3 separate regions of the Mus musculus genome follow, and regions 2 and 3 are each linked to region 1. Evidence: chromatin contacts called from public Hi-C and promoter capture Hi-C data. All regions are on one chromosome and are shown on one strand. The core of a region is the stretch at or near the end of the contact, and the rest is flanking DNA. Distances in the headings are between cores, read along the strand shown.

Region 1 (4,413 bases), core at 1,178-3,677:
TGGAATCCTGTCCCTGGGCAGGAGTCAGCAAGCTTGATGTCACATCAGGCCTGAATTCCAAAACAGCCCCTGACCTGCCTCTGAGGTGCCAGAGAAAGTCGCCCCCTTACAGACACAGCCCCCAAGGCCATTCTCTAAGTCACAACAGGTACACACCCTAACTAACGCATGTCAGTCCAAGCTGTGTGGAAGGAAGGTTGAGGTGTAACAGAAAAACCTGAGTGTACATATAAGGTAGAACTCCCTCTGTGTGCTTTCCCTAAGTCGTAGGTCCCGGAGACATCGAGAATGGGAGCTCTGGGGTCTCCAGGAAGCACAGGCTGCTGGGACCTGCATCCTCTCATCCAGCTCTGTCCTTCCACCCTGAGGAGCCTCCATTTTTTTTTTTTCAGGACATGTTAATTATCATAGGAACTGCCTATGGAAAAGTGTTTTGGTGACAGAAATAAAGGCATCGAGATAATATTTAACCCAGTTCCCTTTTCTTGCCCTCCCTCTCCTCCTGGCTTTATTAGGCTTCCTGCGGGCACCTAAGGACCAGATCCATCCCTGGGGACCTGGGCACTGCTCAGCGCGGCTAGCAGGGGCCCTTAGCCATGGCCAGCACAGCGGTCCAGCTCCTAGGCTTCCTGCTTAGCTTCCTGGGCATGGTAGGAACGCTCATCACCACCATCCTGCCACACTGGCGGAGGACGGCCCATGTGGGCACCAACATCCTGACTGCCGTATCCTACCTGAAGGGACTGTGGATGGAATGTGTGTGGCACAGCACAGGCATCTACCAGTGTCAGATCTACCGCTCACTGCTGGCGCTGCCCCGGGACTTGCAGGCCGCCCGGGCGCTCATGGTCATCTCCTGCCTGTTGTCGGGCATGGCCTGCGCCTGCGCAGTAGTGGGCATGAAGTGCACACGCTGCGCCAAAGGCACACCCGCCAAGACCACCTTTGCAGTGCTGGGGGGCGCGCTCTTCCTGCTGGCCGGCCTGCTGTGCATGGTGGCCGTGTCCTGGACCACGAATGACGTGGTGCAGAATTTTTATAACCCGCTGCTGCCCAGTGGCATGAAGTTTGAAATCGGCCAGGCCCTGTACCTGGGCTTCATCTCCTCATCCCTGTCTCTCATCGGGGGCACCCTGCTCTGCTTATCCTGCCAGGACGAGGCCCCCTACAGACCCTACCCGCCCCAGTCCAGGGCCGGAGCTACCACCACGGCTACCGCCCCTGCCTACCGCCCACCAGCGGCCTACAAGGACAACCGTGCCCCCTCGGTGACCTCAGCCGCGCACAGTGGGTACAGGCTGAATGACTACGTGTGAGTTCCTTCCCCGGGCTTCTGCCAGGGATGCTGGGCCCCAAAGGACCAATGATGGATGTGGGAAGGATGCAGAGAGCAAGCCCGGAACACAGGGAAGGAGGTGCTCTTCAAAGCAAAGACTTCTAAAAAGTGCTGGTTTTTTATTTATTATATGTATTTATGCGGGTGGCTTAATAAGAGCTCAATAAAGAGTGTCTTGGAAGCGTGGCCCATCCATCGGGTTGGTTTGTCTCACGGGAACAAGCCGCGTGGAGGTGGTCTGTGAGGCGGGCAGCAGTAGCTCCTGCTGCATCTTCAAGGTGTGGAAAGCCTCATCTGAGTCCTGGGGATTTGGAGTATCCTGGTTATGCAGCCAAACTAAGGACCAGGAGCCCTGACCTTGACACTGAATCACTAGCATCCACTAGTGCATGATGGGAAAATCTAGAAAGCTGACTGCTGTGCCCCCAGGAAGTCACAGAGGCCCCTGTAAATCTAGAAGCAAGCCTCAAAGGACACCACACAGCAGAAAGTTAAGCGAGTGTTGCTGTCTACCTGAAAACGGTTCCCACTGTGTAGTGTGTGTGTGTGTGTGTGTGTGTGTGTGTGTGTGTGTGTGTGTGCGCGCGCGTGCGCGCGCCCGCACTTGTGTGTGAGAGAAAGGGGAAGGGGGGCAGCGTAGAGAGTGAAGGACAGTTCCCCAGAGTCTTACTCTACTGCCACCTTGTGGCAGAACCTGGGATCACACCATTCAGGTCATAGGCTTGCCCAAAGCCTCTCTTATCAGATAAGAGTCTTGCTGGCTCAACAGTTCTTCCTTTAATAAGTTACAAAGAGAAGCGGAAGAGGTTCTGGTACCTCTGCTTTCTGTGCGTTGGCACGAAGTTCAGTCAGGAGTGCTTGGCCCCCAGGGCTTAGCTGTAAATGTTACCCTCTTTTTCTAAGTCCTAGCTGCCGTGACAACAGGTTCTAGGGAGCTCCTTTACCTAGAAAAAGAAAATCCTAGAAAGTTGTGAGGACCCCAGTGTCCTTCCTGGTTCCAACCACATGACCAGAAAGCTGTCTGCTGTCTCCCTGAACCTCCCTCCCACACCCTACCCCAGGGAATCTAGAGCTGTGCTCACATCCTTTCTCTGCCCTGGCCTCTGCCAAAGGCTTTGAGTGGGGAGGACACACCCACTCAAGGGCTGAGCGTGAGAGTCCCCAGCACGAGAGTTGCAGTGGGGCAGGGTGAGGCTCAGTGGCTCAGCCTGGGGAGACCCTGGCCCATGATCACAAAGGGTAAAACTGAATATCCAAACGGAATGTGGAGAAAGGGTCACAGCCCAAGCCCTAGACCTACACAGGCGTCAATGATGTCATAACCCTGTATTAGTTATGATCCTAATTACAGCCACCTGTCAGTGACTGGGGCAAAGTTCAATCGGTGAGTGCTTACCCAGCGCTGGGTTAGAGCCCCAGCCCCACATAAAGCCAGGCGTGGAGAGGCACACCTGTTAGCGAAGAAATTGGGAAGTGGAGATCAGAAGGTCGGAAGTTCAAAGCCATCCTTGGCTACACAGCCAGTTCAAGGCCAGTCTGTGCTAACCAACACACCTCACCTGTTAAGATGCGACTCAAGGGAAGGAGGGCCTATTTTGGCTACAGTCTGAGGGCTCAGTCCAGCGCAGCATCAGGACTGTGAGCATGGACATGTCGAATCCAGTCAGGAAGCAGTAAAAGATGGACCCGGGTTCTCAGCCAGCTTTCTCCCTGCCGTCAGCCCTGCACCCTAGCCCACAGAACCGTGCTACCCACAGTTTGTGCGGCTCTTCCATCCTTCCTCAGTTTACCAACCTCAAATCATCCTCACAGATGTGCCCGGTAATTAATCTGCTAGACGATTCTAGAGCCGTGGTTCTGTTTTTCTTTTCTTTTTTAAAATTTATTTATTTATTTTATGTATATGAGTGAGTACACTGTAGCTGTCTTCAGACGCACCAGAAGAAGGCCTCAGATCCCATTACAGATGGTTGTGAGCCACCATGTGGTTGCTGGGATTTGAACTCAGGACCTCTGGAAGAGCAGTCAGTGCTCTTAACTGCTGAGTCATCTCTCCAGCCCGAGCCTTGGTTCTTAACCGTCCCAATGCTACGACCCTTTAATACAGTTCCTCATGCTGTGGCGACCCCAACCATAAATTATTTTGTTGCTACTTCATAGCTGTGATTTTGCTTCTATTATGAATTGTAATGTAAATATTTGATATGCTGGATATCTGATATCTGGCCCACCAAGGCATCTTGACCCAAGGGTGAGAACCATTGTTCTAGAGTAGTTGACAAAGTTCACTGTCACAGCCTCTAGTGTCATGCTTTGCCCTGACATCACAGGGCTCTCGGGACTCTTAGGAAGCTTGGGGTGGGGGACTTGATCTGAGGAATCTCTCTGTTTCCTTCAGCCAGTCCCACCTACAAATCTGCTCTGACCATGAGGCCTCATGAGATCTCCTGGTGTCTTGTTAAGGTTTCTATTGCTGTGACAAATCACTGTGACCAAAAGCAAGTTGGGGGAGACAGGATTTGTTCAGTTTACACTTCCACACCCATAGTTCACCACTGGAGGAAGTCAGGACAAGGACTCAAGCAGAACAGGGACCTGGAAGAAGGAGCGGAGGCAAAGGCCGTGGAGGGGTGCTGCTTACCAGCTTGCTCCTCATGGCTTGCTTGCTCGGCCTGCTTTCTTATAGAACGGAGAATGGCCAGCCCAGGGATGGCTCCACCCACCATGAGTTGGTGATCACAAATTTTAAAAAATGCCTTACAGCCAGATCTTAGGGAGGCATTTCCTCAGCTGAGTTTTCCTCATTCCCAGTGACTCCAGCTTGGGTCAAGTTGACACAAAACCAGCCAGCACATCTGACAGCACCAGGTAGCTAATCAGACAAGAGCAGGCTTGAAGGTCACTGGGGATGCCCCCCGCCCCCCAATCAGCAGCTTTATAAAATGAAGAACTCAAAAGATAAGAGCTGTGTGTCTAAGTATAACATTTTCAAAAATAAAGAAAAATTGAAGCTGGGCAGTGGTGGCGCACACCTTTAATCCCAGCACTTGGGAGGCAGAGGCAGGTGGATTTCTGAG
Region 2 (4,132 bases), core at 826-3,325, 93 kb before region 1:
AGTACAGGGTCCCCAATGGAGGAGCTAGAAAAAGGACCCAAGGAGCTGAAGGGGTTTGCAGCCCCATGGGAGGAACAACAATATGAACTAACCAGTACCCCCAGAGCTCCCGGGACTAACCACCAACCAAAGAGCACACATGGTGGGACTCATGGCTTCAGCTGCATATGCAGTAGAGGATGGCCTAGTCGGATATCAGTGGGAGGAGAAGCCCTTGGTCCTAAGAAGGCTCTGTGCCCCAGTGTGGGGGAATGCCAGGACCAGGAAGCAGGAGTGGGTGGGTTGGTGAGTGGGAAGAGTGGGGAGGTTGCTTTTCCGGAGGGGAAACCAGGAAAGGGGATAATATCTGAAATGTAAATAAAGAAAATGTCCAATTAAAAAAGAAAAAGAAAAAAAAAAAGACATAAAGTCCACTGGCTTACTCTGACGACCAGGCTGCCCACCCCAAGGTCACTCAGAACTCAAGGCCATTCTCCTTGTAAGTGGGTTTGCATCATCTCTCCCTTAGCCCAGTCTCCCCAGGTCTAACCTCAAGCAGTTAAGCACATGGGCTGAGAGTCTGTCATTTCAATCACCCACTCACTGTAAGAAAGCCAAGGTGATACGCAAGGCTTTGTGGTCCTTGGCTTGCGGTTGGAGGATGCTCCAGCATCTTTACACTGCTGCAGAGCTGACAGCTCACACGGGATTCCAGGAAGCCGTTCGGCTGTCTTTTTGAGAACTGTGGAGTCCTGAGGTTTGGAGGCTCCAAAGCAGGTCTTGTTGCTCTGGGACCAAATTTAAACTCCAACAGAATGGAATGTCCTATCTCTAGAGACTTCCTTTCTTGGAGATTTAAGGTCCCTTCCTAACAGATGGTCTGTTGAGGGCAGAACCTGGGTCAAAGACAAAGTGGTGAATGTCGGATTAGCAATAAGAAACCTCACAAAACACACTAGGATGCCTTGAAACGCATAGGTAGGGAAGGGGGAGGCGAGCAGAAACTGAGGACCACATTTGACTTTGGGTGTAATTTCTGCACCCCCCGCCCCGACATCACCCCCCCCCTCATGTCCCTCCCCCACGATCCAGCCTGGTTTTTACTTCACTCTCCTGCTGCCTCTGTGACTTCAGTGACTGCTTTCCCCATCTGTTCCTCATCCTGTCTCCTGCCCCCTCTAGCCCCCCCTTGTCCCCTACCCCCCCTACCCCCGCGCAGAAATGGAGCCTTTCTCCCAACCTGTTTCTTTCTGCTGCTGACCCATTGCCACGGCAACTCTGCAGCGCAGCAACATACTTCCTCTTCCAGTTCTTGGCACTTCAGAGTAAAAGACAAAAAAAAAAAAAAAAAAAAGTCTGCTGCAGTGGTGCAAATCTCCCCCTTCTTCAGTGTGTTCACTCAGAAAGCACAGCTCAGCCCCTGTTTCTCGCTCCTAATCTCTGCTTCTCCTTCTGAGATTTATAGCTCAGATATATGTCTGCCCCTTCTTCAAGCTAGCTACAGGCTGGTGTCTTCATCCATCACCCTGCCTGCTATCCATCTCACACCGTGGTCAGTCCTCGAGGGCCTGCTGCACCGGCTCACCCTCTTCCCGTTTGCCTGGTGCGTTCCTTTTTCCTTTCTTCTTCTCCTCCTCACCTTAGTTCTCTTCCTCCTCCTTTTTCGTCTTCTTGCTCGTTTGTTTGTTTTTGAGACGGGGTCTTACTGCGTAGTTCTAACTAGCCTGAAACTCCGAGATCTGCCGGTCTCTCCATCCTGAGTGCTGGGATTTAAGGTTTGTGCCACCAGGGCCAGCCTCCTTGCATTTTTCTAATGGAAATTTTACACCTCCCCAGAGGACAGCAGTGTCAGGCACCTGCCTGGCCACCTAACATGGGTGAGGTGGGGTGGGGAAGAGTCCTTGTCTTTTCAGCAGCATCAGGCACCTGCCTGGCCACCTAGCCTGGGCCTCCTTGTCATCTCAGCAGCATCAGGCACCTGCCTGGCCACCTAGCCTGGGCCTCCTTGTCTTCTCAGCTGTTTGCCGTTGCACATAGTTCCCAGAGGGTGTTGGGAGGAACAACAGTCCCAAAGAATGGTCTACCAAATGAAGCACCATTCAGTAAAGAAATTGTTTCCTTAAACACACGGTCCCTAAAGACAAACAAGCATAGAGCTCGTTATTGGGGTCACATGGGCAAACATGCCTTGGGGACAGTTCATTCTGTGTGTCAACTTGGTTGGGCATGATCCAGATATGAGTCCAAAAGTTATCCTGGATGTTTCTGTGAGAATGTTTGTTTCTGTCTCAGGGCAGGCAGAAACCTGGAGGCAGGGGTTAATGCAGAGGCCGTGGAAGGGTGCTGCTTACTGGCTTGCTCGCCATGGTTTGCTCAGCCTGCTTTCTTATAGAACCAGGACCATCAGCCCAGAGATGGCCCCGCCCACAATGGGCTGGGCCCTCCCCCATCAATCACTAATCAAGATATCCCCTGTAGCTGAATCTTACCGAGGCACTTTCTTAATCAAGGCTCCCTCCTTTCAGGTGACTCTAGCTTGTGTTGAGTTGACATAAAAACTAGCCAGCACAGTTAAATCGATACAGTAGACAGCAGAGGGCATTATGCCCATGATGTAGGTGGCCTCATTTCGTTAGCTGGAGACCTAAATAGACAGGAAAAAAAAAAAAAACCCACTGCCAAGGGGGTACTCTGTTTAGGGAATGGTCTTGAAGTCGAACCACACTATTGACTCTCTGAGGGACTTTAATTAGTATATGTGCATGTATGAGTTAGTCTGTGCTCCTCAGCTAGCCTGTGCACCTGTGCGCTGTCTGTGGAGATCAATATCAAGTGTCCCCCTCAGTTGCTAGCCACCTTACTTTTTGAGAGAGGGTCTCTCACTGAGCCAGCTTGGCTGCCGGTTGGTCGAGCTCCGGAATTTGTCTCCCTGCACCCACCCACCCGGGGGTGACAGGCATGCATAGCCATGCTCAGCTTTTTCTTTATGCTTGCACGACAGTTTACCCACGAAGCACTCTCCAGGTCCTTGTCTGTCAGTATTTCTAAGCTCACTTTAAAGATCAAAACAGGCACAAGACACATATGCAAGGTCATTCATAATGGGGAACAGAGCTGGGACCCAGCTGGCCCGTGTGCCTGCAGGCTGCTTAGCTTCACAATCTGCCTGCCTTTCCCTGGTGCCAGGGTGGAGTCTCTTATACCAAAGTGTCTTGTGCATGTGGTATTGATAAGCTTGGGTAGTAGGTAGACCGAGTGGCTGAAGAAACGGGAAGCAGTGTGCATGCCCAGCCTTAAGCAAGTGTGGACTAATGTGAGTCTTGTCTTCTGCTGGACAAGACCTATCTAGACCCCAGGCTTCAGTGGAGATGAACACACCATGGAGGTGACCTGGGCAGTGACCAGGTGATGGGGGACAATTCCCCTGGCAATAAAGTCATTTACAAGTTAATCTTTACTTTCAGTCTCTCTGTCTTTCCCTCTCAGCCTTGCTGTGTCTTCCCCACTCACCTAAGGAGACACTTCTTGTGTGTGCGTTTCTTCTTGCCACCTGGACAGAGCTGCCTCTCTGGCCACTTCTGATCTCATCCTTCTCTAATACAATCATCGATCCATCGATCGATGCCACCCCTTCCACCAACTGTATTTCTTCCCGGAACCGCCTCACTGCCTTGACTTTCCTCTGGCTATTTTCCCATTTCTTAGTACTGTTCTCAATCTGAGCTTTCTTCTGAATTTGGACACCAAGTGTCACCAGCGGTGACGGGCAACAATGAGGCCTAAGAAAACAGGTCATTTGAGCTGCAGAGACGTCAGGGAAAGGCTCTCAGGACTCGATTGGCCTTTTGTTAGGAGAACAGAGACTTTATGAGCCGGCTGAGCGAGACACTGGCCCCTTTTTAAAAAGGACAGAGTCGGAATGGCATGTTCTGAAAGGGCAGCGTTGATAGCTGAAACTAGGTGCGCCTCAGGCCGGGGCTGTGGGAAGCCCGAGCATCTTGGGCACCAGCAAAGTTTCTAGCAGCCTTGGGAAGGAGAGGAAAGTCAGGTGGATCTGATTGGTGGGAAAGGTGACCTGGGGAAACTTGCCCTGTGGTTCATACAACCTGCCAGGCAGAAGCAGGAGCCAGGGGCACCTGAGCAAGAAACCCCA
Region 3 (4,703 bases), core at 2,092-4,591, 120 kb before region 1:
AAATACTGCATTCACACCATATACACGTATGCTGTACACACACGCACATGCGCACACACACACACACACACACACACACACACACACACACAAGAGAAAGAAAGGCATTCTCAGGTGGAGATGAGTTTTTGCCTCTCCTCCCTCTGCAGGCTAGCTGGCAATATCCAGAGATTGTCACTGGTCATGGCCAGGGACGGTGCTACTGGACGGTTGAACATGCTTCTGTATGGACAGGGTGCGCTCATTCTACAACGCTGGTGAAGACCATCCTCTCAAACTATCAACAGTGCCAGGGTTGGGACAATGCGCTACACAGACAGAGTTCCTCCGGCACAGGCGCTAGGGAAGCATCTGGGTTCCCAGCAGCTCAGCTGCAGGCTGGACCACACAGGCTTCGGGGAGCAGGTGGCAGCGCCTGGTGCCCAGGATCCTGAAGTCCAGCACACAGTGCAGACAGTGGGGGCGAGAGAGCGCGGGATGGTGATTGGTACTGACTCCTACAGCTGATGGACTGCAGTGGGGGGGGCAGGGGGAGAGTGAACCCCACCCCCAAGAAGTTCTGTTTTATGATACAGGAAGGTTTTAGAGACTTGGCTGCTCAGGTTACCGTCGGGTATCACATTCCTGGTCACCCACCTCCAACTTCCTGTTTTGTTTATCTCAGACTGACTTTAAAAAAAAAAAAATGTTTGCGCTGCCCCCATATGGCCCGGCTTCAAGTTGATTAGATATGGGGCTGGGTTGTAATGGATTAGAACGTGGGATTTGTTTGCTTGGTAATATTTTAAGAAAGCAATGAAAGAGGCTGAAAGATTGGGGCCGGGCGGGGGTGGGGGGATACTGTATATTTACAGTCCGACTCCATTTTCATTACCGGAAAAGACACCTTATTTAGGAATGTGGATTATGGCTCTCTGTCACTTTCTGATGTGTGTTTCATTCCTTTCCTGAGTTACAAATCCCTATAGATTGGGGGGACTTACGAGGCACACTTGGACATTTGTTTTCCTCTTAGTGTCTTTTCTTTTTTGACTCGGATCTCTCCCTTGGAATTTTTTCCTCCCTCCTTTCATTGACCGGCTTTCCTGAAAGCCAGTCTGCCCAGAGAGTTCCTGGCATTGTTAGAAGGATTATTGAAATGAGTCCCGTGAACGCGGGAGTCTGCTGCCCCAGTTGTTAGACACCGGCGCTCTGCCATCTGGAAACGCTAATTTCAGCTCTTATTTTGGTAAACATCTCTCATCTTCAACATTTTCGACAGCTATGCGCAGCCACGTCCCTGCTTATGAGATGCTCTGCAGCCACACACAGTGCCGGGGAGGGAGGGAGAGTGGGCAGGCGGGCAGTTTGTCCCATGTGCTGCGACTGTGACCTGAAACCTTTGGACGGGAGCTCAGGTTCCTGGGCATTCTGGGTCTCAGGCTGAAGGTCTTCAGTGATGCTTTCGCGCTTCATCAGCCATGAGAATCCTTTGCAGTCATTGCAGAAGTGTGTAAGATACCAAGGGTTGACGCTATCAGTTGGATATTCCCAAAGAACTCAAAAGAAAGAACATAAACGCAACAGTGACTATCTGAGGTGATAAGCACCCTGACTGATCATTGCTCTTGTAGGTTCTCACAATAGGTATGCATCCACTAAAAATGAAGAGAAACATGCCCAAAAGCAAATCAGTTCCCCACTTAAAGAATAAAAAGGGAGACTGGGGCTGTGAGTGTGGGCTGGGAGCATGGGCTGGGGACTAGGGAGGATTTGCCCCACAGCCCCACTTCCTTTGACAGAACCTAGCCAGTTGGCTTTATATGGCCAGCCTGCTATGCATAATCTCCTCCCTGTTATGGCCCGTCATCCTTCTTCTGTCCTGAATGCGTTGAGAGTTTTTATCATGAGAACAAATTGAATTTTGCCATCCCCCACCACCTTTGACAGAGTCTCAAGTAACCTTCAGGCTGGCATTGAATTCTTAGTTTTAAATTTGGATTTTTAAATTTTGTTTTTGTTTTTTGGAGACAGGGTTTCTGTGTGTAGCCCTAGCTGTGCTGGGACTCGCTCTGTAGACCAAGGCTGGCCTTGAACTCAGAGATCCGCCTGCTTCTGCCTCCCGAGATTAAAGACATGAAATAGAAAATATCATCCTGGGTGAGGTAACCCAGACCTAAAAGGACATGCATGGTGTGCACTCACTGATAAGTGGATATCAGCCAAAAAGTACAGAAAACCTAGGATACAATCCACAGGCAGTAAGAAGTATAAAAAGCAGAAAGGCCCCGGTGAGGGTGCTTCAATCCCTCTTGGAAGAAAATAATCACAGGAGGCAGAGAAAGGGAGGGAGCTGGGTGGGAGGGGGAGGGGGAGGGAAGAAGGACCCACCTGCTCCCATGTCTTTAGTGCAGACGTTACAAGCACAGGACACTTTTTAGTTGGATGTCAGGGCCTATGTTACTGGCTGGCAAACAACTTGCCTTGCTGAGCCGTCTCTCTGCCAGAGCCTGGTGTTCTGTGTTAGCCAGGGCAAGCAATACTGGCTGATAAAGGAACGGAATGCTTGCCGACGACCCCCTCGTGCTGAGTGCAAACACTCCCATTCTTCACTTTACCTATCTCCCATAACAGACCACCTTGTGCTGGTGACACTGGTGACGTCACCCGGAACCCAGGGAAGCCTCCTGCCTTGACTATTAGCTCCTGGTTCTTCTTTTCTTATAAAGCCACCAGTCACATCGGCTCTGGAGTCATCCCACTTGAGTATGATCTCACTATAAAAAAACGCCATAGCCATTTTGTCCAAATATGGTCATTTCCCCACTGGGGACTCAAACCTCAGCATTTCTGCATGAGGGACACACGGAGACTGACAGCAAGCATGCTGGACAAGGCGCTGGAAGTCATCTTCAGAAACCTTGACGTTGTCTCAAAGAGCCCAAGCAGAGCCGCTGTACTGGGTCGTGGAGTGAGTCAAACACACATCCTCGCTCAGACCCTTGTTCAGTGGCACCAGAGACCCCGTGTTTGCTCCGGCAGACTCAGTCTCTTCTGATGACTGCAGGTTTGATGCTCTAAGGGATTCTGGGATACCAATGCCGGCACAATCCTCTACCCCTTCCTGCCGCCAGAGTTCCTGATCACTTCCCTTGTTAGACAGCGGTCCTTCTGGCTACAGACCCAATTCTCAGCAACCAGTGATGGATAGCCAAGCTCAAAATTCCACTCCCACTCCTTGTCCCTGACACAGCTCCAGCCATCTTCCAGATTCCTGTCTTCAACTGCATGGCAGCCATAATTGAACTTTCTGCCGAGATTTACCAGATAGTTGGCCCTGGACCACCAATGTCAGCAGTACACGCTTCCCACAGCAGCTGTTTAGAGGTGTGGGTAAAATACAGAAAGGATTGGCAGTAGAACTGCACCAAATTCTACCCTGTTCGAGAAGCCCCCACGCCCTTGGACATCTGGAAGCCTGCCAAGACAATGGGGACATTAGGGCCTCCTCACCTGTCTCCAAGGTCTGTCCCTACACATGGCTGCCACTGTCAGGGAATCATGCGCCCCCTGGTGGATGCTTTATATTCTCATAACAATGGAGAGGGCATGCAAAAATCAGGACAAATTCCCCAAAGATGCAACACACCAAAGGAGACACTGAAGCCACCGGGGTCAGACACTGAAGCTCCGGGGTCAAAGGTGAGGAGAAGGCAGAGAGGTGGTGGCCTACGATCTCCAAGGGCACCCCCACAGCCTCCCGTCTTTTATTGGTGAAATCTTGGAATGGCATGGATTTTAACTTTCTAGTTTCCTTATCTGGTTGAAAATAGGCTATAAGCTGTTGTGTGGAATAAGGGGAGCCACAATATGTAACTTATTTATTTATTGTTGTTGTTATTTTGTAGCTCTGGCTATCCTGAAACTCACTAAGTAGATCAGGCAGGCCTTAAACTTACAGAAATCTACTTGCCTCTGTCTCCCAAGGATTAAAGGTGTGCACTATCATACTTGGTCAGGAAATACAGAATTTTAACCACTCTTAGAAAGATCTGTGCTTTAGTAAGCTATTTGTCTTCTAAAAATTCTTTCTTTTCTTTTTTCTCCTTCCTCTTCTTTCCATGTTTTCTCTCTCCCCCTCCCCCTCTCCCCTCCCCTTCTCCCCTCCCCCTCTCCCCTCTCCCTCTCCCCTCTTCCTCTCCTCTCCCTCTCTGTTAGGGCTAATGAGCTAAACCAGTAGGACCCAGGCAGACGCCGTTCCCAGCTTTCTTACCAGTAAACATCATGGAAGATGGTACATGGCAGGACATGGGCTGTAAGATGGCAGGGAAGCATACACACACGCACACATGCACACACACATGTACACGAATGCACATGCATACACACATGCACACACACATGTGCACGCATGCACATGCATGCACACATACACACATGCACACATGTACACACATGCACATGCATGCACACACATGCATGCACATGCATACACACATACACACATGAACACGTGTACACACACATGTGCACACATGCACATGCTCATGCACATGCGTACATCATGCATCAAGCATGTCTGGTGACTTACCACCTCATCACCCGCCAGCATAAGTTGCCATTTCTATAGGATTTGCCTCACTGCAGGCGACCAGCTAGCATGTGTTGGAAAAGCCAAGCTTGAGGCAGAGGTGATGTAATCCACATGGTAGAGGTGTGCTTCA

The links. Promoter capture Hi-C pulls out the DNA fragments that hold promoters and counts their contacts. A called contact is a pair of places that touch in the nucleus more often than the background predicts.
Region 2: a promoter capture Hi-C map of embryonic stem cells shows a contact between it and region 1, with 3 times the contacts expected there. The contact joins the promoter of 2410003I16Rik here to the enhancer-like site in region 1. A contact is called at or near these places in 11 of 39 promoter capture datasets (the C10 cell line, the HPC-7 cell line, cranial neural crest and 4 more), 4 of 15 datasets of contacts at CTCF or cohesin (embryonic stem cells, large pre-B cells, pro-B cells and 1 more), 18 of 484 Hi-C or Micro-C datasets (ECoMG myeloid progenitors, the HL-1 cell line, embryonic fibroblasts and 4 more), 12 of 115 datasets of contacts at active chromatin or transcription factors (embryonic stem cells, large pre-B cells and stem cell-derived neural progenitor cells) and 5 of 9 other capture datasets (adipose tissue, embryonic stem cells, liver and 2 more).
Region 3: a Hi-C map of the N1E-115 cell line shows a contact between it and region 1, with 7 times the contacts expected there. The contact joins two enhancer-like sites. A contact is called at or near these places in 4 of 15 datasets of contacts at CTCF or cohesin (embryonic stem cells, hippocampal excitatory neurons and pro-B cells), 55 of 484 Hi-C or Micro-C datasets (B cells, the Ba/F3 cell line, the C10 cell line and 28 more), 7 of 115 datasets of contacts at active chromatin or transcription factors (bone marrow-derived macrophages, craniofacial prominence, double positive thymocytes and 2 more) and 3 of 9 other capture datasets (adipose tissue, embryonic stem cells and macrophages).

The regions. Positions count from the first base shown.
Region 1 is chr16:93,916,140-93,920,552 of GRCm38.p6, reverse strand. Cldn14 (claudin 14) reads left to right here. Exons shown (of 2, transcript NM_001165925.1): 2 at 516-1,522. The coding sequence starts at 597. The coding sequence ends at 1,316. Among named protein-coding and RNA genes, the nearest start is that of Gm31012, 11 kb to the left of the region's middle. Within about 2 kb of position 2,427, at least 87 of the 459 cell types and tissues checked have an H3K27ac peak or open chromatin away from gene starts, as enhancers often do. A contact at or near this core is called in ECoMG myeloid progenitors, the G1E-ER4 cell line, the HPC-7 cell line and 5 more, where this site is marked.
Region 2 is chr16:94,008,598-94,012,729 of GRCm38.p6, reverse strand. 2410003I16Rik (a long non-coding RNA gene) reads right to left here and starts at 2,075. Exons shown (of 4, transcript XR_003951876.1): 1 at 1,619-2,075; 2 at 1,220-1,297; 3 at 1-875. It also overlaps a transcript of Cldn14 not described here.
Region 3 is chr16:94,037,234-94,041,936 of GRCm38.p6, reverse strand. All of the region lies in intron 5 of Gm31175 (a long non-coding RNA gene), which reads left to right. Among named protein-coding and RNA genes, the nearest start is that of 2410003I16Rik, 29 kb to the right of the region's middle. Within about 2 kb of position 3,341, at least 3 of the 459 cell types and tissues checked have an H3K27ac peak or open chromatin away from gene starts, as enhancers often do. A contact at or near this core is called in the G1E-ER4 cell line and the N1E-115 cell line, where this site is marked.